Regions from separate parts of the Hordeum vulgare genome. Here region 1 is linked to region 2. Evidence: chromatin contacts called from public Hi-C data. All regions are on one chromosome and are shown on one strand. The core of a region is the stretch at or near the end of the contact, and the rest is flanking DNA. Distances in the headings are between cores, read along the strand shown.

Region 1 (6,995 bases), core at 2,034-4,533, 170 kb after region 2:
CTTATCCCTTGACCCTACTTATCCATTAACCCCCTACCCCTAAAAAGATGAGGAGCAATCATTATAACATAAATCAATCGTTAATAAAGATAGTTTTTCTTTATTTTTTTTGTATTCATCTATTTTACATGTTTGATTACTTCGTCTACGATGCTCGCTCTCGTTTCATAACTTCAGATCACACTCCCGATGAAGTTATGAACACTTGTATCCCAGATGTGAATAAATTCCAACCGTGGCATGTGGAGGAGACCACGAACAACCAACAACCAGAACCTGGCCGACTTGAAAGACCATGACTTGAGAAACCATGTGTTATTCTCTTCCCCGTGAAAGAAACCACGTGTTAATTGCGAAGTGCGATTGATTAAGTAATATAAACTTCTCGTAACCGTATCAAGGTTTACCTTGACCCGTGACCAACCCCTGGTCAACGCCAACGCCAAGGAGGACCATGGTCCGGTGAAAATGTGACTTTGACAAAATGGAAAACACGCCCAAATTCTACGTCAAACAGCCTACTTTCCATATGCAAAACAAAATTCCACATTCGATGAATTTTTTCAAACAACTTCTGATCAGTTTATCCTCAATCATAACACTACAACGAGCATCAAAATAATATAAATTGATTTAGATTCATAGACCACTTAGCGATGATTACAAGCACTAAATCGAGCCGAAGAGATGTCACGTCACCGCCCCTCCCTCGTTGGAGCCGAAAAAATTAATTGTAGTACACAGTAAAAAAAATCATCGTGCTAAACCTTTATAGGACCAACGCATCAAAACAGTAAACGCGGTCGTTGAATAGTAGCATAGATCATAAAGATTCAACCTAAAGACAAACAGATCCACAGAACCGTAGAAGACACATCTTCACATTCAATGAAATAAAGCAGAGTAAATGCAAATCACAATTTAAACCATATATATATCTAATATGTCTAAAAATACACATTGTAAAAATGAAAAAATGCATCTAAAAATAAAAAATATATTTAAAATTAAATTTAGAAGTGCGAGGATCGACAAATAGTCGAAAAAGAAATGGAGCAGCTTTTATTACTCAATTGTGTAAAAACAATAACACGCGAGTGATGTTTTTCGCTCAAAGATGTAGATACATCTATTACGAAATATATATATATAAACACATTCAAAATGATGACCCAAAAATCACCCGCATTGGTCTCGGGATCGAGCTGGCCGGGCCCATTTTGTCATCCAACGGGGTACCCTATCGGTTTGTCAAGCAGTTTAGACGTCCATTTTTGCCACAAACGGGAACCAAACTCGAGGAGGAGGGCTTTCCTTTCACTTCATCCATTCTCCTCTCTTGTTTTGCATCCCTCCTCGCCCGACCCTGCTGATGTATCTCGAGCAACCGCCCAGACATCATAGGACATATATATGTAGCCCCCATCAACGCTCCCGCCCTCCTTGGACTACGTCGCGTCAATCACGAAGATTATAAGTATTGCTTCTTGTTGCTTACATATTGGTTAATGGTTAATTCTTTCATTCACAAAGTATTGCTCTACAAATTGTATAACCCGCACACTCTGCAGTGATGTACTACAGAACCGAAAGAAGGCCATTCATACACATACATTGTTGGATTAATCTCAAGAGGCAGACTATGTGGGACGAGATGTGCCGACTCTGATTCTAGTATCACTAATCTATGAATTTAAAAAACTTGTTAAACATCCGGTTATCTTGTTGAATTTAAACTATTGTTGTACTAGAGACATTTGCATGTTATTTATGAATGAATTATGTTTTTTTATAATTACTTTGAATGGTGCGGGTGGTTTATTTTTTTTTCATTTTGTGTAAATTATGTTCGAGTTTTGTTGAATTTCATAATGTTTAATGAAATTTATTCTGTTTATTAATATCCGGTTTAAAACGTATGCATACACGATTGGATGGACGACTCCTGCATCACTCTCTACGCATTGGTCTGACAATGAATACGGTGTCCGACTTGGAATCAGTGTTGGGATGCCCTAATTTCCACACAAGTAAGAAAGTCCATAGAACAAATGCGTCTGCAATGGTAAACATGCATGTGTTTTCCTGGTCATATTTGTGCGGCTTGACACTTCATAACATAATAATTTGTCATGCAAAAACTTTTAACAAATTCAAAGCTTTGAAAGTCAGGTCCAAGCTCAACGGAGTTTCCTTTCCAAACAGGTCCAAAAAGAAGAAATAAAAGAATGGCAAGCCCCACTGACCGGCGGGTCCCGTCAGGCAGGTCCAACCCCGGACAGAGCAGATCTCGTAAATGAAACTGTATTTTACTATAGCTCATTTTTTTTCCTCCCATCCGGACACGGGGTGCCGCGCCTTGGCACCCCGGCTTGCCCCGGCGCCATCCGCCTCGCCTCCGCCTCATCCCGGCGATGCCCGTTCCGGGCCATGCATGCAGTGGAGGAGCCCTGCGTTGTCCGCCCCGACCGCGCGCTCCCTGGCCTAACCGCCCGTCCCCGATTTGAGCTCGGCATTATCCCCCGCCGCACGCGCATTCCCCGACGTGGCCGCGTGAGCTCCCCAACCCTTCCTAGCTCTTCTTTGGTGCCGCCCCGCCTTGATTCGGGCCGTCGTGGCCTGCTCCGCCCTGACCGTGGACGGCCTCGCCTCGAAAGTGGAGGTCGAACCGACCGCAATTCGGACCGGCGGCGGCTATTTCTGGTGTGCAGCAGCTTCTTCCGATGTGCGGCGACATATTTCGGTGAGTTCCACGTACATTCTAGCCAGTTCCGCGGCGGCGCATCTGCTCCGACGAAGTTTGACCGGTTCACGGGTTGAACTGTATATTGCTTTCGAAACCGTACATATAAGATTTTCACGGATATATTTACCGTGCCCCTTAAAAAGTTGAAAGATCGAACAAGTTTTATAGGATCTGCCCCGTGCCCTTTTTTCAACAAAAAACACCTTGTTTTTTTACAGGTTTGGCCAGTTTACGGGTCTGCTAGAGATGCTCCAATTTCCACACAAGTAAGAAAGCCCATGGAACAATACGTGGTAAACGTGCATGTGTGTCTCCTGGTCATATTTGTGCGGCTTGACACTTCATATAACATAATAATTTCTCATCCGAAAACCTTTAAGAAATTCAAAGCTTTGGAAACCAGGTCCAAGCTCAACGCAGTTTCCTTTCCAAATTGATCCAAAAATAAAAGAAATAAAAGAATGGCAAGACCCACTGACCGGAGGGCCCCACCAGGCAGGCCCAACCCAGGTATATAGCTCGCGAGACAGTGGTGGAGGGGTGGAGTCCGAAACACCAAATAAATCCCCACCTGCCACCGCGGCCGGCCACCGCGATTCACCGGCGCCGTCCGCCGGAGATCGGACGGCCGCCCCTTGCCCCGACGCCGTCCCTCGCAAGCCAGCTCTACCGCCTCGTCGTCATCGTCGTCTTCCTCTTCTTCCGTCCCTAGCTAGCTTCCCCGGGAGGAGGCGGCCGAGTCGCCATGGAGGCCTACAAGGTCTGGGTGCGGAAGAACCGGGAGCTCGTCCGCTCCCTCGAGTCCCTCGCCAACGTAACCTCCCTGCCCCGAGCAGCTCCTTCCCATCCTTGTTTCCGTTACGCGCGCCGCCCCCTGCGGTCCACGGGCCGGGGCTCGTGATCCCCAATCCCCGTGGAGCCCGTCGATTCGGGGTTCCGATTGTGGCTGCGGCAGGTCCAATCGCGTGATTTCGTGACTCCTTAGGGCTCCGCACCTGAGGTTTTGCGCCAATTCGTGTAGGTTTGGCTGCTTCCTGGACCCTCCTGGCCTTGGCAGACCGCAGATGATTTTAATTTCCCGTTATTATTTATTTACGAAGTCCCGTGCTGGTTCCGCTCTGCTGCCATGGAGTCCGGTTAGGATCACGAATTGCGGTCGCGGTCTCTTAGCATGATATGCTGTCAATGGAAAGGGTAGCTTCTGCTTATGTTCGCTTCATTCTAGAAAACAGAAAATGCTTATGTTTGCTTGAACGACTTGCAGGGGGTGACATGGATACTTCCGGAACGCTTCGCTAACTCCGAGATCGCCCCGGAAGCAGGTGCTGCAAGCCCTTCAATAGGAGTAACATTTAGTCCCACTGCATGTTTTTTTGTCTGAATCTTCTAGCGTCGGTTGATATGTTTACTGCCTCTTGGTGTTTGTCCCTTTAAGACATATATATACTGGGTTCAAGTGTCGCATGGTGTTATATTTGCAAATGCCAGTGTTGAAGTGTGTATTCTTTGTTAATCAGATAAAAAGAATAGGGTGTGCAGATAGCAGTTAACTGAGATACATTTTGGACTGCTAGAAAGTAGAATACGCCATAATAATTGTGATCAAAGAGGTATAAGGTTGTGTAGGTACTGGCATGCTAGGCTCGATTGTGAAATTTTGGTGCCCCTTTGTTCTTGTTGCACTAATTACATATATGCCAAGTTAATGTATGGGCAGGCGAAACCATGAGCCTTTTGTAGCTTATTAGGACAGGAATTTTATCGCCTTTTGTAGCTTATTAGGACAGGAATTTTATCGCCTTTTGTAGCTTATTAGGACAGGAATTTTATCATTCTTCTTTGGGGGTCGAAATGATCTGTTTGTTGCACTTTGTACACTTTCTAGTTGAAAACTCTTAAATGTGGATACTAGATAAGCTTTTTGGGGCATCACATTAAATATTACTCATTACTGCCTGCTCCTAATTTTTTGCACAAATATGCAACCGCCTTAGGTCGCAAATAGCACCAAGTGGTTAGGCCCGATGTAGAATTTGCCTTCCCTTTTCTGTCAGCACTTGCATGTCACTGTTGGCTAAAAAAAACTATTGCGCATACTTGATAGGATATATTATTAGAAGATACCAATATATATACAATACTGTTGAATGTTAAACACCTAATCTTTGCTCACAACATGAGATATTTGATGGATTATCGTAATCCTGTTCGCCCCACCATCCTTTTCCTATTTTAGTGTTTGATTGACCTGCTTGGCTAATCTTCTACAGCAGATTATAATATATGCCCAGCACAGTTCAACAACCACAAACTGAACCTCAAACGATCTCATTATTTGTCACTCATATTATGTAGTGAACATGTATTTGCATCGTGTATAATATATGATGCCAAAGTACATTTGCTTGTTATTACGAATCCGGGATAATTAGCATTGAACAGACATAACTTTGGCATTCTGACCAAACCTGTTTAAAGCAGCTTGCTAAAATCATTCCAAATAAAACTTGATTATTTGACATTAATGTGGCATTGCTTTCTCTGAACAGTATATGCACTTCTGGGCATTGTGAGTTCTGTCAACCAGCATATAATTGAGACACCAACTGATGGTCACTCACTGGCCTCCAAGGAACAATCTATCCCATGGGCTCTTGTTGTATCTATACTCAAGGATGTGGAAGCAGTTGTTGAAGTTGCCGCCCAGCACTTTGTTGGTGATGATCGCAAATGGGGCTTCCTTGCTGTTACAGAAGCAGTGAAGTAAGATGATTGATTATGCCTTGTTTTTCCTTGCTTGCATGTCTGATATTGCCATGCATTTTTGGCTTTGTCTGGATGGCTGATAATTGTTGTGCAACATTTCAGAGCATGTGTCAGGTTAGCCGCTTTCAGGGAGAGTGGCTACAGGATGCTCTTACAAGGAGGGGAGGTGGAAAACGAAGAGGAGGATGTTCTTGAAGACAATCAGGGAGTCAAGACTAATGGAGTGCCAGTAATCTATCCGGTGAATGGACATTCCCAGAATGGCCATTGGATTACGTCTGATGGTCCAGATGGAAAACCTGGATTTGTATCTAAGAGTCTGGAGGGAAGAGCAGTAGCCGCTTTAAACAGGTTTGGTCAGAATGCAAAGATGTTGTCAGATCCCACTTGGATGAGCAGGCTCCAACCTTCTCCTGTTCCTCCTGGTAACTTGTTTTTACTAAAGCATTATTATGGTTCTCCATTGAGACATTTACCTATTATTTTTCGTAAGCATTCTGTTAGTTTACTTATCAGATATGTGTCCTTGTGCTCGGCAGTGATGGAGATTGAGAAGCCAACTTTCGCAACCATTTGGTCTTCTAAAGGGGTTTCTGGGCGCTTATTTATGTTAGGGGAGGCCGTCCACATATTCAGACCACTTGTATACGTGCTTCTGATAAGAAAGTTTGGAATCAAATCTTGGACCCCGTGGTTGGTTTCACTAGCTGTGGAGCTCACAAGCCTTGGCATTCATTCGCATGCAACAGATCTGAATCATAGAGCTGGGAAAGTTCATCAGCTCTCATCTGCTGAGAGGGATGAGGTGAGATGATTTCAGTTTTTTTTAACGTGTTAAACTTTGTTGGCTATGTTCTCTGGGTTGCTGACTTGGCTATTCTATCTTTGGTTCAATCCCATCAGTTGAAAAGGCGAAAAATGATGTGGGCACTTTATGTCATGAGGGATCCGTTCTTTGCCAGCTACACCAGGTAATGAGCATTACATGCTAACACGGTACTGTCTCAGCTCTTGATTTTACCCTTCCTATATGCCCTTGCTTACACTTGAGTCCTGACAGGCGTCATCTTGAGAAGGCTGAGAAAGCGCTGAATCCAGTGCCGCTTATCGGTTTCATCACAGGTGTGTAAACTTTCCCCATATCTACGATGCATCTCGTTCATACAAAAACTTGTGGAGGAAGCATTTTGCAATATTTTTTACACGCTCAATTTATTGCAGGTAAACTCGTGGAACTATTGGAGGGGGCTCAGTCGCGCTATACATATACATCAGGCTCGTAGAGGATGATTGGGATAGATTTACCTGCTTCTGCTGGAGAGCTTCCTTGCTGATCTGCCATACTGGACTTTTGCTGGTTCCTGGATTTTGTTTTCAGTAGATCAGGATTTGAGTGAAACCATGTCTGTCCTTTGCCATTTCCTAGCCAGTTTTGGCATCACTGTCTTGAGGCCTTGGCTGAGAAGTTGCAGCCACATAACCT
Region 2 (7,069 bases), core at 590-3,089:
TTGGATGGTTAGAGGGAAAGCGGTATGTCTGGTCCATCAAGGTTTAAGTCCTGATGCTTGATTATCCTTAATTTATTTCAGGATTTTCGGTGATATGCTTTTAGTGGAAGGAGATGTTCTTGTCGATGACGAGGCGCCTACAGTGACTTGTAAATCTCAAGATGATATGCAGACTCAGTCTCTCGAAGGTGTTTATAGGGATAGGGTATGCGTGCGTGCGTTTATAAAGACGAGTGTATGCATGTGTTCTTTAATGTGTTAAAAAAATCCACCACAACGACGTCACACACCCCATTGTCCACACACACGCTTACGCAGCTTCTATTTGGCGTGTGCCCTCCGGCGCGCCACATCCTCTTTATGGGCCGACCCATTCTGGTTCTTTTCGTAATTTTGGGAATATCTTTTTTTTATTTCTTTACTTTTTTTCCATTTTCCCAATTTTTTTATATTTTTATTTTCATTTATTATTTTTATTTTATTTTCATTTCCCATTTTTTATTTTATTTTTTCATACTTTACTTTTTTCTTTTTCGACCATCTTTCAAATTCTTTAATATTTTTTGAAATATTGATATATTATTAAATTTTGGAACATTTTTTAAACTTGCAAACATGTTTTAAATTTTTTTTTTTGAATTAATGAACATTTTTTTATTCTGTGAATAGTTTTGTAAATTATGAATTTTTTTTGAAGTCATGATCTTATTTAAAATCCATTTTTTGGAAATAGGGAACTTTTTGAAATCCAGAATTATTTTAAGAAAAAATGCAAAAACGAAAATAAAAAAATAGGGAAGTCCCGCCCTACACATGGGCTGTCCCGAAAACACGTGCTAGAGGAGCGGGAGGTGCACATTCCCTCCCTATTAAACACATAGGTCGTTGAGTAGACACATGCTGAGCCCACCCCTAGTGACTAGATTCTTAAAAAAACTAGTGAGAAAACCGGTGGCGCCACGGATGACGGCACGCTGGCCACCTAGGCAACCCCATTGAGTCGCTCCTCCGATGGCCGGTTGATGAGTACAATGAAATAATTTTTCTTTTCTTGTCCACATCCTCGAGACGTGCTTGGAATGACATACTTTTCGACTTTTCTCCATTCTATGTTTCTCTTCCACGAGTGGTAGCGGGGATGCTGCATAAAGGGCGAAAGGGAGAGGACGCAAACAAGGCGAGTTCGGCTGTTTTACTCTGATGCCCTTTGCCCCTCCCGGTTTCTCCCTCTCCCCATGCCGCAAGCGCGCTCGAGGTCGGCACCGGGCGCGCGAGGCGGGTGCTTGAGGAGTTGATATCGCGTGCAGGGGCAATAGAGAAAGATCATGGTGCGTGGGCGGCAAGCATAGGTAGTGCTGTGGAAGTGGAACTGTGAATTAGTAGAGCAGGAATGGAGCAGATTTGGGTGTGGTCAGGCAGTTTTGATTTTCAAGAAATGTGTGTATTTTTTAGGCAAGAATAGTTTATGTTTTTTTAAAGAAAGAATAATTTAGTTTTTTGATGTATAAAGAATAGTTTAGGTTGCTTACCACATGTGTCATGGAATGAGAAATGTGTGGTTGGGCAGTACAGTGACATCTTCTCCCCTTGGTTTTCTGCTGCGCCCCAGGCCCCCAGGGCCCAGGCCCGGGGCGTGGGAAAAATTTCTCCACCGTGAAGTCCATTACCAATTGGGCCCATGGTGCATCTTAGCACAACCCACGCGCGCAGGCCCGAAGCCCTGCACGCTCGCTCGACCTCCGGAACCGTCCCCAAAATCCCGACCTAGACAGCTCCTACTCTCAGCCCCGCGCCGCCTTCCCGCCGGCCCGCCCTGCTCGCCGCCCGCCCCCACGCCGGCCCGCCCTGCTCGCCGCCGCCCCCACGCCGTTCCGCCCCGGACTCCGGCCGCCGTGCCGCCGCGCTGTCTCCGGGCGTCGGCCCCTGCCTCCGCTGCGCGCACAGGACTCCGCCCGTCCATCCTCCCCGACTCCGTCCGTCCGCCCGTACGACAGCGCTGCTGCTGCTGCTGCGCCGGGCGCTCCATACGTAAGTGCTCCATAAATTCGGAAGTGCACATCGTCAAGCTAACCCCTGTATGATTAGAGCTGTATATATCCGACCTTGGATCACCAGCGAGCATTCCGAAGCATCTGTAGCTCGGTACCTGCACGTGCAGCCGAATCCGAGGTTGCTTAGTCGAGCCCTAATCCTAGTATCCCCTTAATCCGAGGTCGCTAACGTTTGGCAGAGGGTTCGCATGTTGATTTGATTCGTCCTCTAGATAATTTATCAGTCTGTTTTGGGCAGAGGGCGTGCTTATTTTCCATTTGTCCGATGGATATCAGCGTGTTTTGGGGGTGGAGGGCGTGCTCGTCGGAAATTGTTCTTGTTCGAATTGTTATAAAGTTGTATCGTTTCTAAATGTTGCATTTGTAGATGGAGAGATCTAAACATGGGAAGAGGAACGGCCGTCAGGACGGGAACACGGGCAGGGGGCGTGGAAAGGGCCGCCCTTCGGGCAGTTCTAGGGAGATGAATCCCAGGGGCATGAAGAACGATAACGCATTACAGCCCACCAATGCTTCGACCTCAGTGATGAATGTTATTAGGTGTGACTCTGGGTTCTCTCTGAATTTACATTTGTGTTGCATTTTGTGGTGTGATGGCCTAGTTATATACATGAGTATGTGAAGCGCTAAGCGGTCTCTTTCTTGTGTTCAATAATATTTAGGAGAAAGGTTGAGCCTGAAACAGCTAAATACTTCCTCGAGATATCGAATCTCTTTGATAACAAGGAGATAGATTTGGAGGACCGCTCGACGATCTGCGCTAATGCTTTGGAAGAAACCAAAGGGAAGGAGCTCGAGCTTGTCACTGACGGTGTAATCAGCCACACCTTGCAGATTCTTGTACAAGGTTGCGAGTTGGAGCAGTTGTGCATGTTCCTTCGCAGCTGTATTCAGTCTTTTCATGTTATCGCCATGGACAAATTTGGATCACATGTGGCTGAAGCAGCTCTCAAGACACTGGCAACACATCTTGAAGACGACACCTCCAGGGTCATTGTGGAAGAGATACTGAATAAAATTTGCAAGGTACCTCTTTTTCTCAGTGGTGTTGCGTGCCCTGTTTGCATTGGTATGCAAAATGGAACTCATATTTGAATTGTTGCTGCAGGTTATTGCTGCAGATGCTACTAATGTGATGTGCAGCTGCTACGGATCCCATGTTCTAAGGACACTTCTCTGTCTTTGTAAGGGTGTCCCGTTAGATTCATTGCAAGATTTCCACACGACAAAGAGATCTGCTGTTCTGGCTGAACGATTGAGCGGTGGTTCAAGTAGACCAGGCGACCAGAATCTAACAAGCTTTGAACATGGTTTCCCAGACATGTTCAGAACTTTTGTCAGGCAAATGCTACAAAATGCAAAAAATGACATTTCAACGTTACTAACTGAGAAGAACAGTAGCCTTGTTTTACAGGTTAGTGTCTCTTGTTCACCACTAGCTGTAATGCATAGATCTGTTTTTTATTTTTCTCCATGACCATCTTAACATATCCTTATGCAGACTGTGTTGAAATTATCAGCTGGTGATGATGATGAATTGAATCATATAATATCAATCCTTCTTGGTTACGATGAGGATGACACTGCTCAGAAGAAAGATTACAGTGAACAAAAGAATAAGATAGTTGCTTTACTTGAAGATACTGCTTATAGTCATCTCTTGGAGGTAGTGTTTTTTGTTCTCTTGTTTCTTAATTGCATTCAACTCATATCTTTCACTCATAAGATTCAGCTACCATGGGGATCTTCTCGTCCTTGTCCTTCTCTTTGCACTTTGGTATGTGTAAGAATATTCACTGGATGCACATGCTTTGCAGGTTATTATAGATGTTGCTCCTAAGGAACTACGCAGCAATATGCTTATAGGGACTCTCAAGGGTGCACTATTTGCAATCTCGTCTCACCACTGTGGTAACTATGTGGTACAAGCTTTAATATCATCAGCGAAAACCGCAGATCAGGTATACCGTAGTTTACAATCAGAAGTTTCTTTGGAATTTTGTTAGTTGTGTACTGTATAAGCTAAGTGAATATTCATTTGAGCAAACCAGTGCTCTAAAACCACCTGATGCTTGTAACAGCAGCCCTCACTTGCTATGTAAGGTGTCTGCTACTGCTGCCCATCTACTCTAACCACTTGTTTAGATTCCATATGAATGTAAGGTTGATTACTGTGTAATCACTACAAAGTTAGGTGACCAAGCGAGTAGCGATTATTGACCTTTAGAACCTTGGGAACATCTGTTTGCTGAAATAAACACCCATTACACAATTTGTAGTCCGCTTCATACCTATTCCAAACCTATTACTTTCATTCTTCATATGTGAAATTGTGTTACAGCTTATACTCAATCTGTGTCAAATTTCTGCTTGAGAACCTGTCAAACTGATCTTTTCTTTGGTTAGCACTTGATGTATTACAATGTTTTATCAATAGAGTTCTGTTTTTACTTGGCAGATGAAGCAAATATGGGAGGAACTTGGTCCTAATATCAAGGAGTTGCTTGAGCTAGGTAAATCAGGAGTGGTGGCTTCCATTTTAGCTGCATGCCAGCGACTTGAAACAAATCGCCTAGAGGTACTTTTTTTGACTTGAAATATCTGCATTGCTATTTGAGAATATCTGTGACTTAAATATATGTGATTTGTCTACTTTGAACTGCAGATCTCTGAAGCTCTTTCTGCAGCAATAACTTCAGATTCCGAGTCTTCTGATAGCATTGTTGCACATATACTTTTTCTTGAGAATTTTCTCCGGGAGAAATCTTATTGGAAATGGCCGCTTGGCGTAAAGATGAGCGTTCTTGGTTGCCTGATGCTGCAATCAATTTTTCAATACCCACATGTATGTAATACTCACAAGTCTATTAAATATGTTGCCATGTTGTTAAATTCTCTTTGCATGACTTTACCGTTCCAGATTTACAATATATATCCAGTTCAATAGTCCTATGCAGATAGTATCTATCAATGCTCTCTGCTATATTGCAAACTGTTTTGTGGTCCACAACAAGCTCATTCTGCTATATTGCAGATAGTTTTTTTTTTGTATATTGTGCTGCTTGATTTTCACGGTGCATCTGTGTTGGCTTTTCCTTCTCACCGTTACACTAAGTTATATATATCTATTTGATTTTCTTGAACAATAATGTGACAACAGCTAGAACATTACTAGTTCTTATTGAGCAATAAAATGGCAACACAAACGGACGACTGTTGTCCCTTATCATATTTACTTACGTTGCTAGTCTTATTTCCTGAACAAAACGATGGGGTATGATGACTAAAACCTTATCCCTTTCATTTGCGTGCAGCAATATATTCGGCAGTATGTTGCAAGTTTGCTTGCTTTGGACAATGATCAGATCCTGCAGATTGCCAAGGACCCTGGAGGCAGCCGTGTTCTTGAAGCATTTCTATGTTCAAGTGCAACAACAAAGCGAAAATTTAAAGTTTTTGCAAAGTAAGCCTTTCCTGAATAGCTTAATTCTTTGTTTTCCCTCATTCCGGAACTATGTTCTGAATTCTGACAAACTCAATCGACAATGTTTCCCCCCTCAAGTATTATATTGCAAAGGATGTGCTTTATGCTGTCATAAATAAATGCTGATAGGTACATTGTAATTTTATGTACTGAAGCATGCTCATATTTTCTTTATCATAAGTACTCCCTCCGTCCGGAAATACTTGTCCTAAAAATGGATATATTTGATGTATCTATAATTAAAATAAGTCTAGATTCATCCATTCCTAGGACAAGTATTTCCGGACGGAGGGAGTAGTAATCATCAAATAACAGTAATGGAAGAACTCCATTGTTTGTGTATGACATTGCCATGGAGCCGCCCGTTAGCCCACTTGCTACATTACTGATAAAATGTTGTTCAAAACTCAGAAGTTTCTAATAGTATTGAACATTGGGAAACATTGGCAAGACACACTAGAAGAGGGGGTTTGGCTCAACATGTTATGATCGGGTAATGTATAGCAAAAGAGTCTAAAACAGAAATTAGATTTTCAGTGTGGTGCCAATCCACCCTCCCTGAATATATGCTATAATCATATACATACATCGTAATTCTCCCTCCATATGCTGGCTCTACTTGGTAGCTGTATGATGCATTTTGATTTCATGCTATTCCAGTATTGTGCAACATAACGTTAGCTTGTAATTCTAGTTCTTTTGTATTTGGAAGTACCCCTGCTGCTTTAGCTACATTGAATTATCTCAATACCTCACTTGTCAGTTTACTTCTTCCGAAAGGATATTTTGGCATAGTACTGTATGGGGAAGACTGGCTGGCTTATATATATGTGTGATGTGACAGATTGCAAGGCCATTATGGGGAGATTGCTATGAATCCTTCTGGCTCATTCTTGGTTGAAAAATGCTTTACAGCGAGTAATTTTTCCCACAAAGAGGCCATCGTGTCAGAGCTGTTGGCTATGCAAAATGAACTATCTCGGACAAGACATGCCATCCACTTGTTAAAGAAACTGGATGTTGATAGGTTAATCATTCTTCTATTTCTCTCTTACTTTTGTCTACCACCTAGTATTTAGCATGTTAATAGACTTTCTCATTCTATTTATTTCGTTATAGATACTCAAGACGACCCGACCAGTGGAGAGCTGCGCAAACTTCGAAAGAAACAACTCAGAGAGAATTTCAAGCCGAATTTGGCCTGAACAACAGTAAACCTATTGGCCAGAGTATCGAGGAGCTGCTTTCTCCTCAAAGCCCTGCAAAGAAGCGTAAGCAGAAAGAGAAAACTGACAAAACTACTACTGCGGATGCCAGCACCACTAAGCCAGAATCATTTCAGAAAAGCACCAAGGGCGAGAAACCTGCCAAGGCAATGTCTGAGGGAGAATCGAGCAGCAAGAAACCCGCGAACATGCCGTTCTTGAATGACAGTGGCAAGAGGAAATCGCCAGGTTTCCTATCGGACAAACCGATCCACAAGAAACAGAAACACGAGAGACCCTCAGAGGGCAGGCGGTTTGTCGGGGATGGC

Evidence for each region. Hi-C and Micro-C count contacts between places; a contact is called where the count stands out from the background.
Region 1: a contact with region 2 is called in a Hi-C map of seedling, with 3 times the contacts expected there. The contact joins the promoter of LOC123402820 here to the promoter of LOC123402150 in region 2. A contact is called at or near these places in 2 of 6 Hi-C or Micro-C datasets (leaf and seedling).

Annotation. Positions count from the first base shown.
Region 1 is chr6H:29,218,768-29,225,762 of MorexV3_pseudomolecules_assembly, forward strand. LOC123402820 (peroxisome biogenesis protein 16) reads left to right here and starts at 3,284. Exons shown (of 8, transcript XM_045096779.1): 1 at 3,284-3,560; 2 at 4,011-4,068; 3 at 5,296-5,509; 4 at 5,615-5,937; 5 at 6,052-6,317; 6 at 6,416-6,483; 7 at 6,573-6,634; 8 at 6,734-6,995. The coding sequence starts at 3,492. The coding sequence ends at 6,795.
Region 2 is chr6H:29,054,594-29,061,662 of MorexV3_pseudomolecules_assembly, forward strand. It overlaps LOC123402150 (pumilio homolog 23), which reads left to right and starts at 1,840. Exons shown (of 11, transcript XM_045096030.1): 1 at 1,840-2,028; 2 at 2,419-2,591; 3 at 2,714-3,077; 4 at 3,160-3,465; 5 at 3,553-3,717; 6 at 3,869-4,012; 7 at 4,510-4,629; 8 at 4,717-4,896; 9 at 5,366-5,514; 10 at 6,380-6,562; 11 at 6,655-7,069. The coding sequence starts at 2,419.